2 separate regions of the Mus musculus genome follow, and region 1 is linked to region 2. A link is a contact called in public HiChIP or PLAC-seq data. All regions are on one chromosome and are shown on one strand. The core of a region is the stretch at or near the end of the contact, and the rest is flanking DNA. Distances in the headings are between cores, read along the strand shown. Region 1 overlaps Mcfd2 (multiple coagulation factor deficiency 2). Region 2 overlaps Prkce (protein kinase C, epsilon).

Evidence for each region. HiChIP or PLAC-seq counts read pairs in DNA pulled down with a chosen protein or histone mark.
Region 1: an H3K27ac HiChIP or PLAC-seq map of acute myeloid leukemia shows a contact between it and region 2, with 5 times the contacts expected there. The contact joins two enhancer-like sites. A contact is called at or near these places in 3 of 39 promoter capture datasets (the 3T3-L1 cell line, embryonic stem cells and liver), 2 of 484 Hi-C or Micro-C datasets (the HPC-7 cell line and palatal mesenchyme) and 1 of 115 datasets of contacts at active chromatin or transcription factors (acute myeloid leukemia).

What each region holds. Positions count from the first base shown.
Region 1 is chr17:87,254,388-87,257,087 of GRCm38.p6, forward strand. It overlaps Mcfd2 (multiple coagulation factor deficiency 2), which reads right to left. Exons shown (of 4, transcript NM_139295.3): 4 at 56-1,670. The coding sequence ends at 1,539. Among named protein-coding and RNA genes, the nearest start is that of Mcfd2, 10 kb to the right of the region's middle. Within about 2 kb of position 1,419, at least 59 of the 459 cell types and tissues checked have an H3K27ac peak or open chromatin away from gene starts, as enhancers often do. A contact at or near this core is called in the HPC-7 cell line and acute myeloid leukemia, where this site is marked.
Region 2 is chr17:86,186,545-86,189,483 of GRCm38.p6, forward strand. All of the region lies in intron 1 of Prkce (protein kinase C, epsilon), which reads left to right. Among named protein-coding and RNA genes, the nearest start is that of Prkce, 20 kb to the left of the region's middle. Within about 2 kb of position 1,412, at least 85 of the 459 cell types and tissues checked have an H3K27ac peak or open chromatin away from gene starts, as enhancers often do. A contact at or near this core is called in the HPC-7 cell line and acute myeloid leukemia, where this site is marked.

The DNA.
Region 1 (2,700 bases), core at 169-2,668, 1.1 Mb after region 2:
AGTGTGTTTGCCCACCCGAGAGAGAACTGTCACAACCAGAATCCAGCCGGAGAAGGAAGATTCAAAAGCGAGTTCATTCGGAAGGATACAAACCACGCTAAAAAGGAAAGAGAAGCTGAACACAGAATCCCCTGTGCAAGACAGAACGGCCCAGGGCCTGGTGAGCTACCTCACAGCTTCTGGGAGGAAGGCAGGTGTGAATGCTGGCACTGATCCAGCCTCCATGCGGCAGGAGGCTTCATGGGGGACAGAGTCAACGTCAACAGCTGCTTGCTTTTTCATCCATTTTATTGTCAGATAGCCAGAGTTCATTATATAAATCTTTCAAAATAATGAGATATTACAAGAATAGCTTACATGTCAGCTCTGATTTCACAAATACTTGACACAGAAAACTGTCTTACAAGAATACTTTAATAAAGAAAAATAAGTCTCTATTCACCTTAGAGCAGATTTGGCTCCATTTCTTTCCTGATCCTGCTATCATTCTGGATTCTCTTACGGAATGTCTACAACATCTCACAGAGCAAGTACAACCTGTGGCAGCTTCTCTTTCAGCTACTACTGAGGTTCACAACGCTAAAGGGCTTTAGGCTTTCTTTTCTGATCTTCCCTGAAATTAAAAGAATTCTTTTATTCTTTTATTCTTTGTATTCAGGCTCGAAGAGGTAATTTTAAAAACATTCCTTCCAACTTCGATGAGGTTAGCCACTGCTCTTAGTGACTGATGGTCTCAGGCCTCGCTCAGGCTAGACCAGCTGACAGTTTAACCTGAGATACCAAGTTAACAGTTCACAAGCCATGAAGGGAGCCCTGGGAGCAAGGATACAATACAGGGGTCAGGAAAGCTCAGACAGTGGAAAGTGATTAGAGAACACACCCCAATTCAAGGTTTCCCTCCTGGTCAAATGATACAACACAGGGTATGGCAGTAGTTGTGGAAGATACTGAAGATCTGGAAAAGGCTAATTATTCAGGCCAGTGGTGCTTCATTTCCAAAAGGCCAGTGGGCAAGGAATCCTAGACTCTGCATCTGGGTGGCCTCAGTGGGCGACATTCCTCTTCTGCTGTGGCTTTAATATATGATGCTGTATGCCTGGGGAACAGAATACTGACCACATCTGCCTAAAGACAGGACCAACCAGGGCAAGCGTGTGGCTTTCACACTCTCCCTCCACTGTTTCTCAAGTGTGTCCACTTGGCCAAGCAGCCTGTCTTTACTTTAGGTAGCATGGATTAACATCAAGAAGTCAGAGTGGCATTCTACAGTCGGATTCCTGAGAACTCGGGATACCCACCGCCCTTCCGAAGATCCGCATCCAGCTCTTGCCCAACAAGCTTAAACACACCTCTAGGGACTGAGGCCTGTCCCACTTCTCTCCACAGTCATGTGGCTTCTTCCTCACCCCACTCTTACAGACTGCCACAGGCTCTTACCAAAGTGCTGAGCAGTAGACGGAAATAAGTTGTTTCGCATTACCAGACACATCCATCACATTAGCAAGGGTCACATGTGCACAAAGGAAAGAGCCAACGGTCTACTGCAGTGACTTTGCAAACTCAGCGTAGTCGATGTAGCCGTCGTTGTTCTTGTCATCGTCCCTCAGGACACCATCTATGATGCTGACGAGCTCATCCTCGCTCATGACTGGCGCCTGCTCACTCCCCTCCTACCGAGAGGTACACAAGACGGTGAGGGGCAGAATTACGGAGGGCATTAGCAAACGCCTACAAGGGTCACTTATCTAGGAGCCCTCGAGGGAGAATGTGCCACTTCTAGGAATCCAGACTCAGGCCAGGCAGGGTCAATTTATAAAACTCCAAGTGAGAAACTACATATGCCAGCTACAGAAAGATGGGATAAAAACAGGTCCTGGCTTTTTATCACTGTTGATATAGTAACAAGGTAATGTACAGACACTGCAGACAGCTGGGTCTGGATTACAAAGAACCGCTTGTCAGAGTCTGTGACTTCTACACCCATCCTAAGGCAAGAGCTCACTGCCTGATTCCTCCACAGGGTCAGCCTACTGCACAATTTGCCTAAGAAAATGGGAACAGTGACAATGAACACCTCAAGGTCAAAACAAGAGGAAGAAAACACTGCAAAACACTGCTGAAGAGAAAGCAGCGCCCTGTTCTAGAGGCTGCTGACAGAGGGCTGTGCCTGCGACAAAGCTCTGGCCATTCTCGTGGAGACCACCTTGGTCCATCTCCCACACCAATGTCATGGCCACACTGCCACTCCCGTGCCAGGACTGCTGGATCCTGACTCCTCTGACAGTAGTGTCACCTCCACACAGAATCCACTGCAGTGAAAGCTTGCTGGGCTCCCTACTGCCTCTCATCTCTCACCCCCTCCCCGCCTCCATCAAGCAGAGTAAGTGTCTCCCCTATTGATGCAGGCAGGCAGGGAGCCTGACATGACCATGCCTTGGGACAGCAGGAAGTACCTCACAGTATGACACAACCCCCACCTACTTCCAAAGCTCTGCCCCTTGGTCCCGGTGTCACCCTTCTTCTCAGATGAAATGACCGCTTTCCTGTGCCCTACACTGTGGTTTTTTGGCCGGACCCTCAAACTCCAGCTGTAGTGAAAATGTCAACATTTTAGCTTGGGCCAACCAGGCTTAGCCTCTCTGGGGTGAGGGTGGGATACAGAAACCGGATAATGCTCTGCTGAGGCAGGAACACAGCACA
Region 2 (2,939 bases), core at 162-2,661:
TTGAAGATAGAATGTTTCTAGGATAGTTACTCACAAGTACTGATATGCTGATCATATCATCATGCCTTGTGTGCAGATAAGTATTAGTTTCTGAAACCTGGGGGGGTGTTTTTGTTTTGGTTTGTTTTTGCATGTATATGTGTGTATATATTCACATGTGTGGGTGTGTATGAGGGGTCTATGTATATATGTGTGTAAATGCTTGTGGAGACCAGAGATGAATGGCAGGTGTCTTCCTTGGTCTTTCTTCACCTTCTATGCTGAAGAAGTGTCTCACTCGAACAGACTTTACCTACTTAGCTGGTCCCACCTTGTTCTGGGAAATCCTTTCTTTCTGCCTCCTAGATGCTGGGATTATAGGCAGCCACCATATCTGCCCAACAGTCACATGCACTCTGGGGATCCAAACTCTGGTGCTTACAGTCACACATGTGCTCTACCAAGCAAGGTATCTCCTTCGCTTACGTTCCAGTGTTTGTTTAAGTAATTATAGTAATATCTTTATTCTTAAGTTCCAACTTAGGGGTGTGTGTCTGTGGGGGGAGACAGATAGTGTACGAGAAGGGCTTCTCACCCCGACTGCTTTAAGGTGAATGAGATGGAGGTGAACAGATAAAAAAAGGGGGTTCCCTGCTCTTGGTGCCTCACACTTTCCATCTCAAACAGCTCCCTAAAGGCTGATATGTTAGGATTGTCCAGAGCGAGACAGGGAAAGGCTTCCCAGAGCGGTTGACATTGGCCTTGGTCCAAAAGATCAGGGAGGAAGGGTCAGATCTACATGCCTAGAACATGCTTCTTTGCCTGCCTGCCTGCTCTTCAGTATCGGCTCTGTAACAGCCACGGATGCAGACGTGCCCCTGTGAACTGAAACCTTCTCTTTTCCCAGAGCCCTCATCTCTGGAAGTCCTTGCAAGTGGCATTCAACATCAGATAGCGGTGCCTCCGGGTTCCCTGTGGAGCCAGGGCATCCAGGGCTAGAGGTCAGTGCTCCTGCCCTGTTGGTGTGTGGTGGGTTTCCCCAGTGTTGACTGCATTCCAGCCTGCCCATGACAGTCTTGCCTTTTTTGATGGTTGTAGACTTCGGAGGATGTGGTGTTCTGGCTTCATCCGCCATGAGGCTATATAATGTTCATGCGTTTGCAAAATTATCTGCATTTTCTCTTATTTTCCCCTTCAAACTAGAATGGTAGTCTGTCTTAGTCACTGTTCTATTGCTGTGAAGAGACACCACGATCATGGCAAACCTTATAAAGGGGAGTATTTAATTGGGTCCTTGCTTATAACGTCAGAGACTTAGTCCATTGTCATCATGGCAAGGAAGCATGGCAGCAGGCAGGCCTAGTGCTAGAGAAGTAGCTAAGAGCTACATTGCTATCCATAGGCCAAGAGAAAGAGAAACACTGTTGAGAAAGTGAAAGTGTTAGCATTGAAAACCTCAAAGCCAATCTCCAGTGACATACTTCCTACAACAAGGCCACACCTCCTTATCCTTCTAAACATGTCAAAGAATAACACTCACTGGTGACTAAGCATTCAAATATATGGGCCATTCTTCCTCATACCACCACAGTAGTAAATATACCTTCCTGTGTTGAGAACAAGAGCCAGGGAAGGTATTTGATGACTTGGTGGCTAAGGTAGATGGATGACTAGCACGCAGATGTTTCAGGTTTAAGAATACTAATATCTAGTTGATAGGAACTATTAATTACACATAGACAGACAACCAGGACCTAGCTCCAAAGCTATTGATGACAGAACTATTGTGTGTGGATTATCATTCTTCAGTTACACATCCAAGCTCTATTCGAAAGGCAATCCAGTGGTCAGAAAACCATCTTTTCTCCTCCTGTCCCTTTTCCTTCTTTGTCTTCCCCATTTATCTCTCTTATGGATGATCAAGTATGGAAAATGCCTGTGCATTGTTACTTCTAACTGAAAGACTGAAAGGATACACTGTCAAAAATCAGATATTCATTAACTACTCATTTATAAATGAAACAAATAGCTCAGAAGTTATTTGATCAAAGTAAAAAAATATTCTGTAGATACATTATTAAAATTTAATAACAAATCCCAATGCAGGGTTGCTACCCGCCTCAATGGTTTATGTTCCTGAATGAAACACACACACAACCTTTATATTTAAATATGCCTTAAGCAGCACAATATCTGGGTGACTCCCTAGCATCCTTGCTGCTAGCTAGAATCTACCTCCCACCGATAATTCTGAGTTACTTCTTACTAACCATCTTGGCTTCTCTAGACCCAACTGTGCAGCCCTCTGGGCTATGTCCTCTCAAACCCTTTACATGGCAGCTCTGGTTCTCTCTCCTGTCCACACCTCAGGCATGGTGTCCCCCCTTCTCCTTCCTATCTGTCCCAAACCTAGAACTAACTCTCTTTCTCTCTCTCTCTCTTCCCCCAGCGATTAGATGTTGGCATCTCTACTGGCTAGTTTTGTGTCAACTTGACACAGCTGGAGTTATCACAGAAAAAGGAGCTTCAGTTGAGGAAATGCCTCCATGAGATCCAGCTGTAAGGCATTTTCTCAATTAGTGATCAAGGGGGAAAGGCCCCTTGTGGGTGGGACCATCTCTGGGCTGGTAATCTTGGTTCTATAAGAGAGCAGGCTGAGCAAGCCAGGGGAAGCAAGCCAGTAAGGAACATCCCTCCATGGCCTCTGCATCAGCTCCTGCTTCCTGACCTGCTTGAGTTCCAGTCCTGACTTCCTTGGTGATGAACAGCAGTATGGAAGTGTAAGCCGAATAAACCCTTTCCTCCCCAACTTGCTTCTTGCTTATGATGTTTGTGCAGGAATAGAAACCCTGACTAAGAGAGCATCTTTATTTACCATTCACAATTAATTGGGGGGGGGCAGGTTCCCAGAGGTTACATGCAGACCCTATCATGCAAAGTTTTGTAGGACACAGTGAGCA